Regions from separate parts of the Capsicum annuum genome. Here region 2 is linked to region 1. The links are chromatin contacts, called in public Hi-C maps. All regions are on one chromosome and are shown on one strand. The core of a region is the stretch at or near the end of the contact, and the rest is flanking DNA. Distances in the headings are between cores, read along the strand shown. Region 1 has its middle 58 kb from the start of LOC107841532. Region 2 has its middle 5.8 kb from the start of LOC124887327.

Region 1 (5,455 bases), core at 143-2,642:
ATATATATACTTATATATATTGTAGTATATATATGTTGTAATATATGTTTTATTTAAAGTAGTATGTATAGTCGTATTTATCAAATGTTACATATATATGTGTAATTGTGTATGAGTATATATTTTTTAAACTCTAATGTAGTATATGCTATATATATAATGTATATATATTGTTTAACGTATTTAAAATGTATATAGGTGTGTATGTATAGTGTATATTGAATTTTTTTGATCGGGCTTGACCAGTTTTTTAACCGGATTTGACCGAATTTAGGCGGGTTAGACGGGGTTGGGTTAAATGGACCGGGTTAGAGTTGTTTTTAAAAATTTACTGTTTAACCCGAAACCGGCCCGCCCGCCCCACTTAACCCCAACCCGGCCCGGCCCACAAACCGATTAATTTTAATGGGCCGGTTCCGGGTTGACCCGATCCGGCCCACTTAACACCCTTAGATTAAATTAAAATGCCATTGAAAATTTAACGTAAGAATAAGTTTACTCTAAGCATCAAATTAGAGCTAGAATCTTCATCACTAGAAATAAAATCTACATAATTGAACTTCAAAGCTGGATCTTTTACAAATTGTACCACATTAATAATTAGATTCTTAAATTTATTGCATCAAGGAATGATATATAAAAATGTATTATATTTGGTCTGATTAATTATTGAAAATCAATTAAATTGATTTGATGATATTTGACTTAAGTTACACTGTGGTTAAAAATTTACATACATTTTAATAAAATTTAATTATAATTTACTTGCATTTGAATATTAATTATATAATGTTTAATTTAACATAGTATTCTAAGTTAACTTTTTAATGTACTTAGTGATTGAGCCTATTTAATGGATATTATTTCTTAAATCGAGTTGAGCCGAGCTAGCTCAATCGAGTCAAGCTTTGACCGAGTAGAGGTTGATCGAGCTTTGATCAAGTCGAGTCAGGCTAAACTTTAACAACTGAGTTGATACGAGTCAAGCTTTTTAGAAAAATGAGTTGAGTCGAGCTAAATACATGCGAGCTGAGCCGAGCTAGCTCGACGCTTTGCCCAGCTCTACTTCCAATAGGTCTAAATAGTGATCTAATACTTTAGTGGATATTTTGGAAAAATAACGAGGGCTCGTCAACAATTCAATCACTTAAGTAGTATATTAGTTCAATTGAAGATTTGAAGCTGCTCACGGTCAAATATGTGCATGGACGACCCCTTATAGATGATTTGACTGTTCCGGCCGGCAAGTATGTACCATGTTTTAGGTTTGATTTTGCATATTTAATTTGCATCTCGAGGGGTTCGTGTATGTTTTGGACACTAAAATGGATAAAATGAGGCACCAATTTTTTCTGATTCTAATGTCAGTGATTCACCCTTCGTGGTCGTGGGATGGGGTGCCATGGTCGCAAAGAAGAATGAAGGACAATGGGAAAAGAGACTTGGCTAGGCAAAGTTTTGCGGTCACGAGGAGCATTGGTCAAGATCACATAGGAAAAATGTGGCGGGCTCGTGATCACGAAGAAAGATGTTGACACCTAATTTTGACTTTCCTGTGTCAAACTCGAATTGTTATTTGACTAATCAAGTCTTTTAAATCTTTTTTAAATATTAAATTCATTTATATAATTATTTATATATTTAAATAATTAGTCATACATTTTATTTTTTTGACATATCTTAACTTCAAAATGTATGTGCATATTATTTATTGTCGTTATTAATTTCGCACATCGTACTTTAGTTAAACAACGTCTTATTTCAAAATATAACTATTCATAATTTTTTTTAATGAATTTTTGTTGGTCGGTTAGACCATTTTATTTAATAAAAGAGCCCAGTGGACAAAACAAGACCATGGTCCGACAAAACGGATCCAAAACAATAACCCGGCCCAAATTGGAAGCTGCAAGTTTCCTAATTTTGATTTTTATTGAAAAGGCTACTTGTAGAGTACTTAGTACTCTTCTTTGAAGTTTAACGTCGCCTTTATCGATGTTGATGGAGTGCTGCCGTTGGAGCTCCAAGCTTCGAATCTTCCTCCAATGGGTGGTGTATCGGTTGAATCCGAGGTTGTTGTTGATATTTTTCTGTCTATCAGCTTCTCACATTTTGTGTTTCTCCTTTAGATTCTTTTCTCTAGGTAGCTCAATTTACAACCCATGGTTCTTCTGTGAAAATGGTCTTTGACCAAGACCAGGTTCTCTCCAGTTTCTGTTCTGATTAGTATCTTTAATTCCTGAATGTTGACTTGAAGTTGTTGTTGTTGTTGTGTTATGTACATATGATCTGTATAAATTCTTCATTGTTGAACTACTCTGCGTGTTTTGATTCTCAGTTGAGGAATTTGGTATTTGTCCATGTTTATGCATTTCCTTATTTTCTCTGGTAGCTGTCGAAATTAATGTTATTCCTGATGACCTTTTGTTTCGATGCTCTCGTTTGCTAATGAATCGGCAACTATGTTCCCCTCTCTGAATGTATGTAAGATTGTAGCATTTTGATTCTGAATTAGCTTGCTTATCTCCTCCAGGATCTCTGCTATTTCCCAAGTGATTTTCCACAGCTTCAACATCATTTTCTTAAGACTTAAAAAATCTGTATCCAAGATGAAATCCCTGAGATTTTCATTATGGCAGTATTCCAAGGCCTTCGTAATAGCCATTGCTTCAGCTACAGTGTTAGTGCAAAACCCCTGACATTTTGTTCTAGCATATCTTAGATCTCCCTTGTCATCTCTTATATAAAAACCATAGGAGATTACCTCTACTTAACCCATCTGTTTTGCATTTCAGCTGTCCAATTTCTGGTTTTGACCACATTACTTTATGACAGTGAAGCTTAGGTGTGTGAGCTCTCATTATCTCATCTTATGACAGTGAAGCTTAGGTTTGTAAGCTCTCATTATCTCAACTACCTCCGTCCATGTCCATGTTTTCATTTTAATCCATGGGAATAAGTTTTTCAACATCTTTTTAATGACCTTTTGAACTTGTAACACCATTATGCAAAAGACATGGATCTCCCATGTTTGACACAACTTCTTTTCTTCCATAGTGTCCACATAATTATGGATGGTATGGCTCTAAAAATTTTTGCCAGTTTTGAACTTGAATCCTTAGTCCAACATGCCACAATTGCTTGCTGAAGCAGCATGTTCTCCATTTGAATACCTGCAAAATGAGCAAACTACCTCCAAAGCCTATTGTCTAAGGAGGTTGTTAGTAGAGCATGGGTCATTGTCTCTTCCTTTTTAACATCACAACACCAACATCTTGAAACCAACTGTATATTCATTCTCTTCAGGTTATCATCAGTTGGAATTCTTCCCATCCACACCCTCCAAAGGAAGAAATTATACTTAAAAGGCAGTCTTTTATTCCAAATGAAATCATAATTTTTTTTTTCTTTCCTTTTCCTAATTTTTTCCTAGGTAGATTTGACAGTAACTTGGCCATTTGTATTTCCCATCCACCATTAAACATCATTTTGAAAGCCTTCTATAGGGGGTTTCATTGTTTACAGAATAAGGTCCACCATTTCTTCAGAAATTACTGATATAAGTGATTGCCTATTCCAATCCCCATTTTTGATAAAACTTCTGATATCCACTTCCTCATATTAAAAAACCTCATCGTCCACATAATATAATGCTCTTTGTTTGGTCCAATTATCAGATCAAAAGCTTGAGTTGTCAGCTTTAATTTGCCACCATATATTGTGCTCTATCTCCTCTCTTACAGAAATTATTTTTCCACAGACATATGAGGCTCCAATTTCTTTAGCAATTAAAGGATGTAATTTTTTACAATACTTGTTCCACATGAAAGAGACCCATAAAGAGGAAGTTGAAGTACTGAAAATCCATCAAAGTTTGCCAAATAAGGCTTTTGACATATCATGTAATGATCTAAAACCAAGTCCTCCCTCGTTTTTTGGATAGCACATAGCCTCCCAGCTCACCTAGTAATTATTCTTTGAACGTGTAGCATTACCCCAAAAAAACTTTGCAAAAATCTTGTAGAGCTAATTGATGACACTGACAAGTGGATTCATAGCCGAAAGAGTGTAGATGGGTATGGATTGTAGTACATGAGTAATTAAAATGTATCTTCCCCCATAAGAAAGTAACCTATTCTGCCAAGAGTGAATCCTCTTTATCACTTTTTTGATCAAATCTTCTAAATGGCCTTTGTTCTTCATCCCATAGAAAATAGGACGGCCTAGGTGAATAAAAGGGAGTTTACCTTGCCTGATTTTCGTAATTCTTCTGATATTGCTACTCACAATGTTAGGAATTTTCTCATGAAAATATAGTAGACTCTTATCAAGGTTGATCATTTGTCCAAAAGCTTCCTCATAACTTCTCAAAACTCCCATCATCTTCATGATTGAATAAGTATGACCAGAGCAAAATAAAATAGTGTATCAGCATAAGACAGATGATTGATATCTGGGCTCTACTTTGGAATTCCATAACCTATAAAATTCATATCATTAAACAGTTCATTTAGATTTCTTGACAAAACTTCTACTAAAATGATAAATAAAGTTGGTAACAAAGGGTCACCCTGCTTTAAACCTCTTGAAGATTGAAAGAAGCCATAGGACTGTCCATTTATACGCACTGAATACCAATTGTTGATCACTAATCTTACTACCATATCTATCATTCTTTCTGAGAAATCAAATCTCCTCAAGACCACCACTAGAAATTTTCAGGAAACCTATCATAAGCCTTTGCCATATCCAGCTTCACTGCCACATTATGAAATTTGTTCATCCTATTTATATCTCTAATAATTTCCTGGGCTAGCAGAACATTTTCACTGATGTTTCTCCCCTTTACAAACTCAGATTGATTAATAAAAATTATATTAGGAAGCATTTCCACAATTCTCAAGTGAATAGCCTTAGAAATAATTTTGTTAACAAAAGTACAAAGTTTGATAGGTCTCAAATCACCATAAGTGGTTACCACCTCTTTCTTTGGAATTAAAACCAGATTCGTATGAGTGATATATCCGGGTAATTTACTTCCATAAAATAATGCTTTGATCATGTTAGTGATGTCTTCCTCAGTGATATTCCAGCAGCCCCTGAAAAAATTCTCTTGAGAATCCATCTGTTCTACTGTTACTCTCTCCATTTAAAAAGAAAACCACCTGTTTTACATTTTTTTTGTCTGGTAGCCTTTACATTTTATCATTCTGCTCATCTGTGATGGATTTGTTGATGAAATTTCAGATCTCATGTTGTTCAAAGCTCTGAGTTTCCTTAAATTTCTCTATGAACACACTCACTGCTTCCTCCCCAACATTCTGTGGAGTAGTTATCACATTTCCTTGTTTTGTTTGTATCTCAGCAATCTATAATTTTCTTCTCCTCCTTTTTACATATGAATGGAAAAATTTTGTGTTCCTTTCTGAATCTTTAAACCATTTCATTTCAGCCT
Region 2 (5,455 bases), core at 1,095-3,594, 580 kb after region 1:
AATTATTATTAATATATAGAAAGACTTTTAAATTTATAAAATTCATTAAATTTGTTTTTCTTATACGAATTTTGCTAAAATTAGAGTCTTTATCATATATTTTAGGACTACTTACCATATATTTTAAGATTTCTTAATTATTAATTCTACTCTTATACACAACCAAACCAACTCAAACTAAACTTTCACTCAAACCAATTAAAATGTAATTTTTAAAAAGTTGTCCAAATATTAATATAGTAAAAGGTTTCCAAATATAGTATAGTTTCGTGTGATGTTTAACTAGGATTTTTTTAAAAAAAAACTATTTTTAATATTTTAGAATTTCTTAATTATTAATTCTACTCTTATACATAGGGCTGGGCATAAAATATCGAAAATCGAATTATCGAACCGAACTGAAAAAATTGATATTCGGTATCTGGTATGGTATTTGGAAGTAAGATTTTAATATTTCGGTATTCGGGATTGAATTTGACACAAGATATTGGTATATATATATATATATTAACCCAATAGACAATAGTATTAGTCATCCCAAAGAATCTCTTGGACCTTTGTAATATATTTGTAAAAAGCAACAAAAGAAATACTAAATAGGGTTTTTATTAAATATAATTTTTGATGTTTAAACATACATTTGCACATCTCCAACTTTAATATGGTATTACCAAAAATAAAAGTTTAATTTATCGATTAACAAACCGATGTTTATAAGTATGATATATGGTATCTACGTTCAAATACCGATTAACAAATTATCAAACCTGAACTTTGAAAATACTGAACGTCCACCACTACTTATACACAACTAAAACCAACTCAAACTAAACTTTCACTCAAATCAATTAAAAATTAATTTTTCAAAAGTTGTCCAAATATTAATATAGTAAAAGTTTTCCAGATACAGTAGTACGTGTGATGTTTAACTAGGATTTTTTTTTAAAAAAGAAACTATTTTTAAGGACTTCTATTATGGACTTTCTTTTTTAAATCGAAGATGGTTTAGGATTTTTTTGTGAAAAAAAAATCAACATTATACATTATTTAGGTCTTTAATTAATTAAAGTTCTTATATTATATAGGTAAGAAATCATAACATTTAATAATTCTAAATTGATTAGAATTTTACCTTATATAAAAAATGTCTACAATTCTATAAATAATTTTCCAGATTTTGCAAGAAGCATAGAAATTTGGCGTCTTCTACTTTAAAATTTTTTCTTATTTTGATGTTGAGTCAAGTTATATTTTTGCGTTCATTATTTTCATTTTTTTCGTCTTCCTTTATTTCATGCAGCTAAGAGATTTTAAGACACGTTAACTACTTGAATTTTTTCGATTGTTGAGGCTTTTTATACTCATCGTTGTGTTATGAGATTTTTAAGTCACTTATTTTTTATTTTTGTCTTTGTTTTAGCAGGTTCCAAAACTAATTTCAAAACTACTATAGGTAGAGGAAAAATAGATTTATGTATAAATTTTTCCACCCATTGAAATCTTGATAGTATCCATGATTAAAGAGGAGATGTAATTTATGCACAAGGAGCTAAGATAGTTGATACTACAAACATGAAAGTAGAAGCATATGCTATTCTTAAAGCAGCAATTCACTGCGGACAAGCCGAATTCAATAAGGTCATTTTTCAAACGGATTCTCTTACCATGTTGAAGATACTGACTAATGAATGGAGATATCCATGGAATTTGCTAGATTCTATAGAGCATATTAGAGAAACACTGAAAGACAAACAGGTACAATTCCAACACATAATGAGGGAAGGGAATTAGTTGGCTGATCATTTAACAAATACAGCAATAGACAAAGTGGATTTCAGCATAACATCATTTCAGCAATTAGAAATTAAAGGAAAGAAGATACTTAACAGTGACAAGCTATAGTGTCCATACATTAGATTATCATCAACAAAATGATGAAAAGGCTGAAGGCTACAGCTAAAAGTACTACCAGGGATCACAAGCAAACATTTACAATCCAGGAGGGCAATAACAAAACCCAACAGCTGACTAGCTTATACAGATTCATCCATCAAAAAGGACTTTTAGTAAAGGGGAAAGGGTCAATTGACATCTATGCATCTAATACACCTGAGAAGCAGAAGGCAGTTCAAAAATATTTGCGGCTCCAAGCATCCAGTTATCTCCCTCTCGGCCGCATCTGTAAGCAAAGGGGAGTAAATAGGAAGCCACAACTAAAGAAGAAGGACAGAAAGAAGAAATCAAAGCTTACTTGGACATGCAATCAGTCTCAAGGACCTACGACTCTCAATTCAGCACCAAAAAAGAAGAAACATCCCATCCACCAGAGAACTCAACTATATACAAGCAAAAATGAAGGAAAAAAGTTTAAAAGCGGAGAAGTTGAGCTGAATAGTAAGATTCAAAGGAAACAAAGGGACAAATACTTACTTCTAAGAGCTGAAGATAGTACAAGCATCAAAGATCCAGGGCAAAATGTTGATGACCCAAAGCACAGGCAAGACAAATTGAAGATTCAGGGGAGGGCACACCATTTTTCACCTGGAAATGAGCTCAATCGGCGGAGAAAAAGACAACAAAATGAATTAAAACACCATAGGGGAGCTTATATATGTCTTAATCAATTAGGTTTGGGCCGGGTATTTTATCCGAAATTGTATAAGCCCAATTTACATTTTCAAATTTTATGATGGGTTGATCCATCAAAGTAGGAACAATTTATTTTGCTTTGTTTTTGTATTAATAAAATTCGAAAATTAAATTAAAAAAACATTGAGGCAGGTTTTTAAACTAGTATAACAAAGTGCGTGAAGGTTAAATTGAACAATAATGATTCAGAGCACTTGGAAATCATGAAGGGCAAGAAGGTCTTAAAAGAAGTGTTTCCCCTTTCCTACTATTTTTACTGGATTTATTCACGTGGTAATTAACAAATTTAAAGATAACGACCTATCAAGGTGAGTTTAATCTAATTCATTTCATGAATAAAGCTACAAAGCAAAGGAAAAGAGAATTGAAGGTCCAAATAAAATATGGGATAAGGCTAGAGCTGTAAATATAGGCCGGCTCAGCCCATTTGGGCTAGTTCACAAAGGTCTTGGAGTTGACGGGTTAAGTCGGGTTGACCCATCAATATCACAGGCCAGAAAATAGCAAGCCCAACCCATCACATTGTGCGGTGCGGGCCTCCACAGGCCAACCCATTTTTCAAAATATATTATTTTTATAATTTTAACATAAATTTTAAATTGTTAATTGCATAAATATTTATAATATAATATTTCATGAAATTATTACTTGTTAATCAAGTCTCAAATTTAACAAAAAAAGTTAATAATCTGTGAAATTAAATAACTTTTGACACCAAATTCAAATCAAATAAAGATGTTAAAAAACAAACGAAACTGTTAATGAGTAATAATATAACAAGCTAAATAACAATATTAACTTGATTTTGTTTTAATTGATCACAATAAAACAAAAAAAAATATCAATATTTAGTCTATTAAAAGTAAAAATGAACTCTTAAAAAAAACAAAAAACTCACGGCACTTATGTCGCATTCAATATCGCCATATCATCTTCATTAAACATATTTAATTTCTTAAAAAATTTAGTATTTTATATTTTTAATTATTTATATATTTTATAAATATATTTAATATTTAAATATCTGTGATGGTGCGAATCGATTTTGAGTTTGGACTCCTTTTTTTATTCTTAGTACTCTATTCTATTTTTTAATTATTTTTTGTTTGGCCAGCCCAACCCATAGTGCTCAAGCCCCACGGGCCAAAGGCATCATACGAGCCGGGTTAAAAAGCCCTTTTCTTAAACAAGTTGTAAAAATTATAACCCAATCCTATCACACTACAGGCTGGACCGATTGACCCTGCAGGCCTGACCCATATTGACAACTTTAGATAAAGCTAGGATTAGTGGAACTTGATGCCTTATTTCTCCTTTAGATTTTAATTTCTTTCCTTATTGAAGGTATAATATTTGTCTTAAAAAATGTTCAGTAGTTAAGAAGCTACAATTTTACTGTAGTTCAAAATTTAACCGCCATCAAATGAAATTATGTAGAAAAGGGGTTCAAAAGGTTCCTACATTGCTAAACTCAATGGCAAATTAGACCTTTTGAGATCGTTTGATAAAATATGGGTAAACAATATAAATTCCAACACTCTGTTACCTAATTACTCTTTCTCTCAACTTTTATATTAATTACTTAATATCCCGGATATGATACATAAGTTTGGTCCGGATATATAACTTAGAGATACATAACTCCCAAACTGATTGACTATAAAAAAGGAAAATAACAATAAAAGAGTAAATATTGAAGCAATTAATGCGGTTCTAATTGAGCAATTATATCTCTTTATTTCTTCCATCACAAGCCTTTTATCTTTCCCTTTATATTGCAAAGCTTCCTCCTTTAACCTTTCAATAGCTGTAACAATAATAAAAAACAATAAATAAATAATTAAATTCCTAAAATAATTCAGAGAATTGGAAAAACAGAAGAAAAAAATTGACCATCCTTTAGGAGAACCATACAAAAGGGCAGTTCACGTTTGAAAGCTTCGATTTTTCTGAGTTCTTCTTCTAAAGCAACAATAAATTAATTGAGCTTTGTTAATTTGTTGAAGATGTCATCCATGGCAGAAACTTCAGTTAAAACATCTAAAATTATTTTTGGGACATAAATAAAGTTCAAATAAAGTTGAATGTATTGGATGAAAAAAACAATACAAATCAACTTCAACATTTACTACGTATCAGAAGTAATGATATATCTCATACTTATGTATCATACTCATAATGTTTAATGTATCAGGTGTAAAACAAACTAAAACTCACATACAATTTTCAGAATATATCATATAAATCTAAAATCTTGACAAAATTAGCTCTATGTATCATAATAAGTATATTACATGTATCAAGTATAAAACTGAACCATAATCACATATATGTTGTATTCTGTATCATAAAGCATTAGCCTTGAATCTATGTATCAGATGCGGTATATTAAATGTATCAGATGCAATATATTGAATGTATCATATCTATAAAGAAACAAAAATCACATGTAAAAATTTATGATGTATCAGAACGCATGCATTGTCACGAAAATTGATTTTTTGTAACTTACTTCTTCCTCTTTACAGATGCAATAATCGATAACTTCTTCATCATAGGCGGATCATTTTGATATTTCAATCGATTTTTACGAAAATTAATGTCTTTCATATCATAATGAAATGGTGGAAATTAAAAAAGAAAGTTAATGGTTGATATATTTGCATCGTCGAATATTTGGATCGACCATTGCTATCTTGCACGTTGCACTGATGGACTTATTGACGTTATTCATGGACTACTGGTGTTACCATTTCCAACAACTACTTCACTCAACATGATAATGAAATTGTGGAAATTAAAAAAG

The links. A called contact is a pair of places that touch in the nucleus more often than the background predicts.
Region 2: a Hi-C map of leaf shows a contact between it and region 1, with 5 times the contacts expected there. The contact joins two enhancer-like sites. A contact is called at or near these places in 2 of 5 Hi-C or Micro-C datasets (leaf and placenta).

Annotation. Positions count from the first base shown.
Region 1 is chr9:57,780,914-57,786,368 of UCD10Xv1.1, forward strand. No RefSeq gene overlaps it. Among protein-coding and RNA genes, the nearest start is that of LOC107841532, 58 kb to the left of the region's middle. Within about 2 kb of position 1,393, at least 1 of the 5 cell types and tissues checked has an H3K27ac peak or open chromatin away from gene starts, as enhancers often do. A contact at or near this core is called in leaf, where this site is marked.
Region 2 is chr9:58,361,652-58,367,106 of UCD10Xv1.1, forward strand. No RefSeq gene overlaps it. Among protein-coding and RNA genes, the nearest start is that of LOC124887327, 5.8 kb to the left of the region's middle. Within about 2 kb of position 2,345, at least 5 of the 5 cell types and tissues checked have an H3K27ac peak or open chromatin away from gene starts, as enhancers often do. A contact at or near this core is called in leaf, where this site is marked.